Linked DNA regions of Mus musculus: all the other regions are linked to region 2. Evidence: chromatin contacts called from public HiChIP or PLAC-seq data. All regions are on one chromosome and are shown on one strand. The core of a region is the stretch at or near the end of the contact, and the rest is flanking DNA. Distances in the headings are between cores, read along the strand shown. Region 1 overlaps Rptor (regulatory associated protein of MTOR, complex 1). Region 2 holds the start of Eif4a3 (eukaryotic translation initiation factor 4A3). Region 3 has its middle 14 kb from the start of Baiap2.

Region 1 (2,890 bases), core at 252-2,751, 560 kb before region 2:
GGCTACCTTTGAATTACAGAAATCCACCTGCCTCTGTCTTCCATGTGCTGGGTACACCACCATGCCTGGCAGGCAGGTCTCATCTTTTGATGACAGGGCTTTCTAAAGGAAAATGGCTAAAAAATGGTCTGCACTCGGATAACTTTGTTGTTTAGAGAATACCACCTAGTTTCCCACGCATATCTCCTCCCTCGTTCTAGGTTCCTAGATGACAGCATGGCCAGATGTACAGTTTATGTGGGATGCACAGCTGTGGCCACTGCCCTCTCTACATGTACTTTGTTACTTGTTGAGCTCTGCTTGTCCACTCTCTAATGACTGCTGACTTGCGTGCTCATCTATAGATGGGAAGTGAATCCAACTTCCCTTCCATTAATCCTGGGCTGTGTAGGGCAAAGCCTGAGCCATGGCAGCTATGTATACCCACTCACTAAGAGGGTGCCGAGGTCAAGTGGGCTGCACCTCAGCTCCTGAATACAGAGCTTCTCTTTTGAGCTGAGTAAGGCATTTCTGCCTGTCACTGAGGGGCTAAGTCTTAAGACAGGAATTTAAAAAATAATTATTTAATTTAAAAAAATGGTGTGTGTGTATGTGGTGTGTGTGTGTGGTATGTATGGTGTGTGTGTGGTATGTGTGGTGTGTGTGTGTGAAGGTCTGTATGAGCACCATGTGCATGTAAGAACCGAGTGAAGTCAAAGGAGGATCCCTGGACCTGGAGTTATGCATCAGAGGTGCTGAGAACGGAACCCACATCTCCCGCAAGAGCACTGAGAGCTCCTAACCATTACGCCATGTGTCCAGCTGAGACAGGCATCTCTATAAGGCGACAACACAGGACTGCAAAGACTCGATGTCAGTAGTTCTAAGCCTCCAGTGAGCCCAGGAAGCAGTAAGTAGGAAGGCACATGTGCCAGGAGACCTAGGCCTGTGATAAGCCTGGATGTGGTGGAGGAATGTAGCTTGGGTTGCACAGTGGCAGGAAAATCCAAAGAAAGCAGCCTTCTCACTCCGTGCTCTCTCATGTGGCTACAACTCAGAAGTAGAGGACTGACATTTCAACTTAAAACTCTACAGTTCCAAACACTGGGCTAGATTTACAAGTAAAGTCTAAGAAAACTAGTACAATCAGCTTAGAATCTCTCTGGGTGAAATGTCCTCAGATCCGATTTCCAGCTCTGAGGTATGGAGTTGCTAAGCAGCAGCTGAGGAGAGGAGAAGGAGGTGGCTTCCAGTGTACTCTAGAGACAGGGCCACATGTTCTGCTTTCAGTTTCCCCTGAGAGACAGGGAACTGGCCACTCAGATGGAGTTGGCAGCGCCTCTCTAAGCGACAGCAAGTGCTCACACAGCTACCTCTGGTACTCTCAGGCATCCTCCTGGGGAGTGACACGCTGCTTCCTGCAAAGCTCAGTTGCCACGTGGCACCAAGCTGTAAGGGATCTATCTCGAAGCTTCTGGTGAACCGTGTTACTCAGATGTCGGACGGACTGACGTCACAGACTGGGGAGGGGCTGGTGCGTGACTAATGAGGGCTCAGGCCCTCCCTCCCTCCCTCAGCTTACTGACCAAACTCAGCAGACACTGAACAGAGTAGGTAGTCACAGGTGGAGTCCTAAAGCCCCTGTGGCCTCATGGGCTGGGGTGGCAGATACAGAATAAAGAACTCTGGGGAGTCCTTTAGAATCAGGAACCCCACAGAACACTGCCAGAAAAGTCTAACAATGTGCAGGACATGGAGAAAGGGAGACACTTGTAAATATTACTGTGTAGTTTAAAGCCTATTTCAATGACTGGGCTGACTGTGGATGTTGAGCTCTGTGTGACACCGTAGCAGAGAACACAACTCTAAGCTTTACCACCCTCTGACTGGGATGGGAGGCACAGTTGTTTTAGTGGAAAGGGAAGCTGTGGTTACAAATTACCTCTTGATTTCACATCAGCCCTGATTTGCCAGGAGTGATTCTCCCTGGCTCCTTGCCAAATCAACTGCCCTGTCTTAACATCTCCAAAATACAACCTGCCACCCTCACACACGGATCAGGGCCCATGGGACTGAGGTAAGGACACTGGGTTCTGCCTCAAAGCAGAGGCAGGAACTGGGCCTGGCCGGCAACTTGCTACTTGCTAAGCTCTAGAAGGGCTAAGGATCTATTTTCATGTCTAGACTAGAAGTAATAAAAGACCGTGATGTTCTAGGATTGATTTTCAGAGCAGTGGCCACAGCTTTCTGAATAGCATGTGGTGAAGTGCAGTCTCTCAGAGCTCTGCAGCTGTTTCTGAACCTCAGAGCCTTATTGGGAAAGGACTGTATAGACACGAGGCTGCGAGTCCTCATCTAGGGCTTGAAGAGCTGGCAGAGTGAGGTCAGGTCCTCTGATGATCTGGAAATGGCCAAGACTTCTGCCAGTCTTTAGAAACACAGGTCCCAGGGCTGGGGGAGTGGTGGCAGTGGCTGGCGGTGGTGGGTGGTGGTGGCTGCGTGTGTATGTGGCCATTGTATTTGTTCTTCCTTGTGCGCCTGTCATGGTGCTTCAGAGTAAATCTAGTTATACCTTCCCTTCTGAGTCTAAGCTGTCGGCCTAATGTATAGAACCTTTGGGGGGTGTTATACTGACCCACTGCTCTGGCCTCCTATCTCCAGTGACCCTGGAACATCTGCATGGTCTTTGTAGTTGACCCTCAGCATCCTCGTATGACCCACTAAGCTTTGGTCACCACAGCAGGGACTGTGTGTGATAGGTGAGCACTCCCCCACTGAGCTACATTCCTAGCATTAACTCTCTCCAGCAAGTCCCTGCTGGATTTCTCTCAGTTAGGGCAGACACATGTGTAGCCTCTGCCCCTTGGTGCACACTCAGGGCCTCACCAGGTCACTACTATGCCGGGATGAA
Region 2 (2,845 bases), core at 49-2,548:
GTAACAAACAGTGCAATTAAGCTGCATTTTAAACAGTATCCCCAAACTATAATTAGACTCATTTCAACAGGCAGTATGAAATGGAGACTTTCCATTCTTTTCTTAGGAGGTCATTAAAATCCACGTGTACTTTACAGCAGAGATTGCAAAACCACCCTTAAAGTCAGGCTTGCCAAACTGCATGAGCACCAGGAATAAATCCTTGTGGAGTGAGAAGGCAAGAGAACTTGGAACTCAGTTGTTTAGTCCCAGAAGGGTGGCCAGCTCTGTGTCTTCAATCGTTTACCTGGTCTGGACAAATCCTGATACCAGAGCAAGAGCAGAGCTCTCTAGGGAAGGAGGTGATAACTTGTTTTATTTATTTATTTATTTATTTATTTATTTTTGGGCGGACATACTGCAACCCACAACTTCTCCATGAAAAGATAATCTGGTTATAACGAAACATATCTACACAAAATGAGGTTTCTTATAGTAGCTTTAAAAGATTTGTGTTAGTGTGTGTTTGTGTGAGTGTGGCCCCCACAGAGGCCAGAAGTACTGGATCGCTTGGAGCTGGGGAAGACAGGCTGTTGTGAGTCACACGGTCTAAGCGCTGGAGCATAACAAGGTTCCCTGGAAGAGGAGTAACGGCTCTTAACGATTTAGTCATCTTTCCTCAAAAGCAGAAAAAAGGAAAGAGGCCAAGTGCAAATGAATGTTTGCTAGAACTCGGGGTACGGCTCGATCCACCCTCAGAAACAAACAAAACAGACAGACAGACGTGCCCCAGTAAGGAGCAAAGCCCTTGTGGAGCCTACGTTGAAAATCAGGATTCTTCAGAGTGACTGGGGTCAGCGGCTCTGAAGGATTCTCAGATGTGATGGCAGCTTAGGCGGCCCCTGCTCTCCCCTCGGTCCCCACTGATTTCCCCAGCCACCCCGGGCGAGCAGCTTGATTCTCCCGCCGCTTAGCGCTGCGGTTGCCATGGCAACGCAGTCAGCTGCGAAGGAGCGCGGAGCCCATCGGGCGGTGCCATCTTCCCTTGCCCCGTACCCTCGGGGACACCCTGGCGTCCGTCTTGCTCCTCCCAGAGACCCACATCCCTATCCCGAGCCGGCTGCGGACATCCAAGGAGCCGAGAGTACGGAGAGCCGCAGGCGCTTAGCGACGGCAAGCCCAGCCTCTCGCCGAATCCCGCGGAGCGCGGAATATCGCGAGACCTGGAGCGCCGTGCCTTCCGCCCCTCTTGACGCTCTTCCGCGGCGCTGCGGCGCGTCACTTCCTCCCGACCGGGCCGGCGGCGCGCGCCTTACATCCGGTTCCCGCCGCGGCTTGCAGTTGTCTTTCTGCGGAATCCGGATCATGGCGGCTAACGCCACGATGGCGACGTCTGGCTCGGCGCGGAAGCGGCTGCTCAAAGAGGAGGACATGACCAAAGTGGAGTTCGAGACGAGCGAGGAGGTGGACGTGACCCCCACGTTCGACACCATGGGCCTGCGAGAGGACCTGCTGCGCGGCATCTACGCCTACGGTGGGGCGCGGGCCTCGAGGCGGGGGAGGTTGGGGGCCGGGCCCCGGTAGGACGGGGTTAGGCCCGGCGGCGACGAGCGGCTCCGCCCCAGAGCTCCGGCCTGCTCCCCCGGGGCTGCAGTCAGCCAGGCTCTTCAGTGGCTCGTGTAGCGAGCGGATCGCCATGTGTGTCCCCCGAGGTGCCCCGAGCTTTGATGGGGAAGTCGCGGCTCTAAGTCTGGTGGGTTCTCGCCTTAGGGAGTTTAAAGCTTTCTAGGGAGGCGAAAAACACGAAGCCAAAGTGCTTCAGGCGGTGGGAATTGGGAAAACAAGAGAATGAGCAGCTGGGTAGAGTAGGTAGATTGGTAGGGGACAGTTAAAAGAGCCGAGAGAGAGCTCCCAGAGGCGTTCATAATCACCAGGGTGACCCTGGCTTCTCGAAGCCATGGCCAGACCTGTGCCAGGAACAGAAAAAGAACCCCCTGTCATGTTTTAAACGCCTGGGTAAAGATTTTGAGATTCATTCCTAAATACCGCTGGAAGCCACTGCAGGGCTCTAAGCAAAATTGACAGGATCGGGCTTACAGTTTGAAAGTTTATCTTGGTGTCTGGATTTGGAGTTAGAAGAGGAGGCGGGGGTGATGGCCGGACTGTAGAAGAGAGATGCTGATGTTGTCGTTGAGTTGGAGCTGGATTTTTTTTTTTTTTTTTTTTTTTTGAGTGAATGGTCGGTCATGCTGCTGGTGTGTGTTTAGGAGCATTTAAGGGAGGCCAAATGAGCTTTGTCTTTTTGTTTCTGTCCTTTTCTTTTTTCCTTTTTTTTTTTGAGACTTTCTCTTTGGAGCCCTGGCCGTCCTGGAATTCTTTGTAGACCAGGCTGGCCTCAAACTCAGAGATTCCCTGCCTCTGCCTCCCAGATGGTGGGGTTAAAGGTGTGCCACACCAAGCCAGGATTGTTGTTGTTGTTGTTGTTTTGAGGTAGGGTCTCTACCTAGCCCTAGCTGCCCTGGAACTCACTAGACCAGGAAGATTGGTCCCTCCCATTTTTAATGATACCCAGCTTGGGTTTTCGGTAATCCCAGATGTAGGCAAGTTGGCAGCCAAGAATAGCATTACAAGTCCTGTGTTGAGCTGGCAAGTGTCACTAGCTACATCTTAAAAGAGTGTAAAAATAAACTACAACAAGCCAGTCTCACAGCTTTAATCCCAGCACTTGGGAGACAGAGGTCAGTCTACAAAGTGAGTTCAAGATAGCCAGGGCTCTGTTACTTAGAGAAACCCTATCTTGAACAACCCCTCACCACCCCCCCACCACCCCCACACACACCAAAGCAAACCAACAACATCTTTTCTG
Region 3 (2,700 bases), core at 184-2,683, 630 kb before region 2:
TGAGTTAGAAGCCAGCCAGATCTACATGGCAAGTCCCAAGACAGCCAAGGTTACACAGAGAGATCCTGTCTCAAACAAAACAAAACAATCCTTCCCCTCTAAGCCCTTGAGCTAAACCACAACCCGACTCAGCACCATCTTTCAGGATCTTACCAGTTCAGCCTGTTAAGCACTGCTTTCAAGTTCAACTTCTCTTCTAGTCCAAAGTCTTCTTCAAACGGAAAAAAAAAGTAAGTTTTTCCACAGGCACACACACACACACACACTCACATGCTGTGTGCACATGCGTGGTTTTCACAGATTAACTTTTTTTTTTTAAGTTATTGGGGTTGGAGAGAGGACTCACAAGCACTTGCTGTGATCCAGATGTCGGAGTTCAGTTCCCAGCACCCACATCAGGAGCACAACCTCCTGTGACGGTAGATCTACAGGGTCCTATGTCCTCTTCAGGCCATGACAGTCTCCCCTCTCACACACATGTGGCGTACACTCACACCAGTAAAGTTAAATCTTTGAAAAACTATTAACCTGGATTGGGGTCTACTAATTCATAGATCTCAGTGCTCCCCAGCCCCCAATCTGTCTCTCTGCTCCCTTGTATTTCAAGTCTTCGAATACTCCATTTTAATTAATGTATTGGTTTTCTGGCTGCATCCCTCTTTGTCAATTATAGGCCGTTACTTTGTTGCTAGAAACCAACCCCAGGATTTCTCACAAGTATTCTTCTTTAAAAAAAAAAAAAAAAAAGGTTTATTATTATATGGAAGTACACTGTAGCTGTCTTCAGACACACCGGAAGAGGGCATCAGATCTCATTATGGATGTTTGTGAGCCACCATGTGGTTGCTGGGACCTTCAGAAGAGTACAGCCCACAAGTATTCTTCCATTAGACTCTCCATCCTTTCTTTTGAAGCAAGGTCTCACTAGATTGCTCAGACTGGCCTCGAATTCAATATAACCAAGCAGATCTGAAATGTGAGATCCCCGGGCGCGGTGGCGCACGCCTCGGGAGGCAGAGGCAGGTGGATTTCTGAGTTCGAGGCCAGCCTGGTCTACAGAGTGAGTTGCAGGACAGCCAGGGCTACACAGAGAAACCCTGTCTCGAAAAACAAAACAAAACAAAACAAAAAGTGAGATCCTCCTGCCTCAGCATCTGCAGGGGCTTTGGTATTTTAATTGTCGTACTGAAGATTGCAACCTACACACAGGAACTGTAGAGTCGTGGAGGTCGCACCTTGAGACTCTCACCGCAGCTTACCGCAGCTTTCTTTCTCATACACATTTATATGTCAGTGTTTAAACAGAAGAGGATTTCCCCTCTATCTCCCCACCACATTAACCATCGCTGTTTTCATTCTGCTTCTCTAAGACGGTCTGGCTACAGTGTCTCCTCTCCCAGCTACCTCTTCTGTAGTTTCCTGAACTTGCAGATCTGCACTGCCTGTTCCCCGCATGTTTCGGGCGGGGTTGCACGGTGGCTCCTCCCTTTCCTTCGCCTGGCTTGGAGGTCTTTTTCTGGTCTCTGCGCTCTGGAGTGGAAGCGGCTTCTCTTTCGGTTTTGCTGAGTCTTCTTTCTGATGAAAACCCTGAGGTTGCCCAGCCTCTCTCACGCGCACGCGGGCATCTTTCCTGTGCATGGCTGCCGTGTGGTGGTTTGCTTCAGTTCCTGTCACAGTGACTGTGATGACTCACAGTTTTCCTTGAATTTTTACAATTTGTAAATTGTATTTGTTGGATTTTTTAAATTTGTAAACTGATGCCTTTCGCTAATTTTGAGTCTTTTTCTTCATATTTTGTTTTTCTGCTACAGTATTTTTTTTTCTTTAACAGCATCTTTATGCAGGAACTTTGTGTGTGTGTTGTGTGTGTTGTGTGTGTGTGTGTGTTGTGTGTGTGTGTATGTGTGTGTTGTGTGTGTGTGTGTGTTGTGTGTGTGTGTATGTGTGTGTGTGTTGTGTGTGTGTGTGTGTGTGTGTGTGTGTGTGCGCGCTGGAATCTGAACTCAGGTTGTCTGGAAGAGCAGCAGCTGCTCCTGTCTCCTGGGCCATCTCTGCAGCCTGGACTGTCTTTTCCTTTGGAATCACATGCATGCTCTCTGTCCTTAGTATGACAAGTTACTTAAAGAGTTGTAAATGAGGCAGGGCGTGGTGGTGCACCCCTTTAATCCCAGCACTTCGGAGGCAGAGGCAGGCGGATTTCTGAGTTCTAGGCCAGCCTGGTCTACAGAGTGAGTTCCAGGACAGCCAGAGCTACTCAGAGAAACAAAACAAAAACAAAAACAAAAAAAGAGTTGTAAATGGGACAGTTTGAGTGGCACACTTGGTCTGTTACAATCCTATTAGCTGCCTGGGAATGTTGGGTTTTTCTGTCTTTTGTTTGTTTGTTTGTTTTTGGTTTTTTTTTTTTTTTTCGAGACAGGGTTTCTCTGTGTAGCCCTGGCTGTCCTGGAACTCACTCTGTAGACCAGGCTAGCCTCAAACTCAGAAATCTGCCTGCCTCTGCCTCCCAAGTGCTGGGATTAAAGGTGTGCACCACCACCTCCCAGCGGTCTTTTCTGTTTTTACAGACCCTCTCACTAGCTAGTTCAGATCTCAGGTTTTGCTGCCTTCCATGGCTCGTGGGTCCCTAACTAGCTTGACTCTCAGGGTCTATCCACACTTGTGTGACTTAGGGGAGGCCTAGGACTTGTAGGGTCCTCT

What was found. HiChIP or PLAC-seq counts read pairs in DNA pulled down with a chosen protein or histone mark.
Region 1: an H3K4me3 HiChIP or PLAC-seq map of bone marrow-derived macrophages shows a contact between it and region 2, with 2.8 times the contacts expected there. The contact joins the enhancer-like site here to the promoter of Eif4a3 in region 2. A contact is called at or near these places in 11 of 39 promoter capture datasets (the 3T3-L1 cell line, the HPC-7 cell line, HPC-7-derived erythroid cells and 6 more), 8 of 115 datasets of contacts at active chromatin or transcription factors (bone marrow-derived macrophages, craniofacial prominence, effector CD8 T cells and 5 more) and 3 of 9 other capture datasets (embryonic stem cells, macrophages and pancreatic islet).
Region 3: a contact with region 2 is called in an H3K27ac HiChIP or PLAC-seq map of embryonic stem cells, with 4 times the contacts expected there. The contact joins the enhancer-like site here to the promoter of Eif4a3 in region 2. A contact is called at or near these places in 5 of 39 promoter capture datasets (the C10 cell line, cranial neural crest, hematopoietic stem and progenitor cells and 2 more), 1 of 15 datasets of contacts at CTCF or cohesin (large pre-B cells), 3 of 484 Hi-C or Micro-C datasets (the G1E-ER4 cell line, cerebral cortex and embryonic stem cells), 18 of 115 datasets of contacts at active chromatin or transcription factors (T-cell acute lymphoblastic leukemia, bone marrow-derived macrophages, craniofacial prominence and 11 more) and 2 of 9 other capture datasets (adipose tissue and liver).

Annotation. Positions count from the first base shown.
Region 1 is chr11:119,862,117-119,865,006 of GRCm38.p6, reverse strand. All of the region lies in intron 20 of Rptor (regulatory associated protein of MTOR, complex 1), which reads right to left. Among named protein-coding and RNA genes, the nearest start is that of Rptoros, 29 kb to the right of the region's middle. Within about 2 kb of position 1,501, at least 167 of the 459 cell types and tissues checked have an H3K27ac peak or open chromatin away from gene starts, as enhancers often do. A contact at or near this core is called in bone marrow-derived macrophages, macrophages, microglia and 2 more, where this site is marked.
Region 2 is chr11:119,298,496-119,301,340 of GRCm38.p6, reverse strand. It overlaps Eif4a3 (eukaryotic translation initiation factor 4A3), which reads left to right and starts at 1,298. Exons shown (of 12, transcript NM_138669.1): 1 at 1,298-1,513. The coding sequence starts at 1,345.
Region 3 is chr11:119,927,289-119,929,988 of GRCm38.p6, reverse strand. No RefSeq gene overlaps it. Among named protein-coding and RNA genes, the nearest start is that of Baiap2, 14 kb to the left of the region's middle. Within about 2 kb of position 1,433, at least 140 of the 459 cell types and tissues checked have an H3K27ac peak or open chromatin away from gene starts, as enhancers often do. A contact at or near this core is called in the G1E-ER4 cell line, T-cell acute lymphoblastic leukemia, adipose tissue and 5 more, where this site is marked.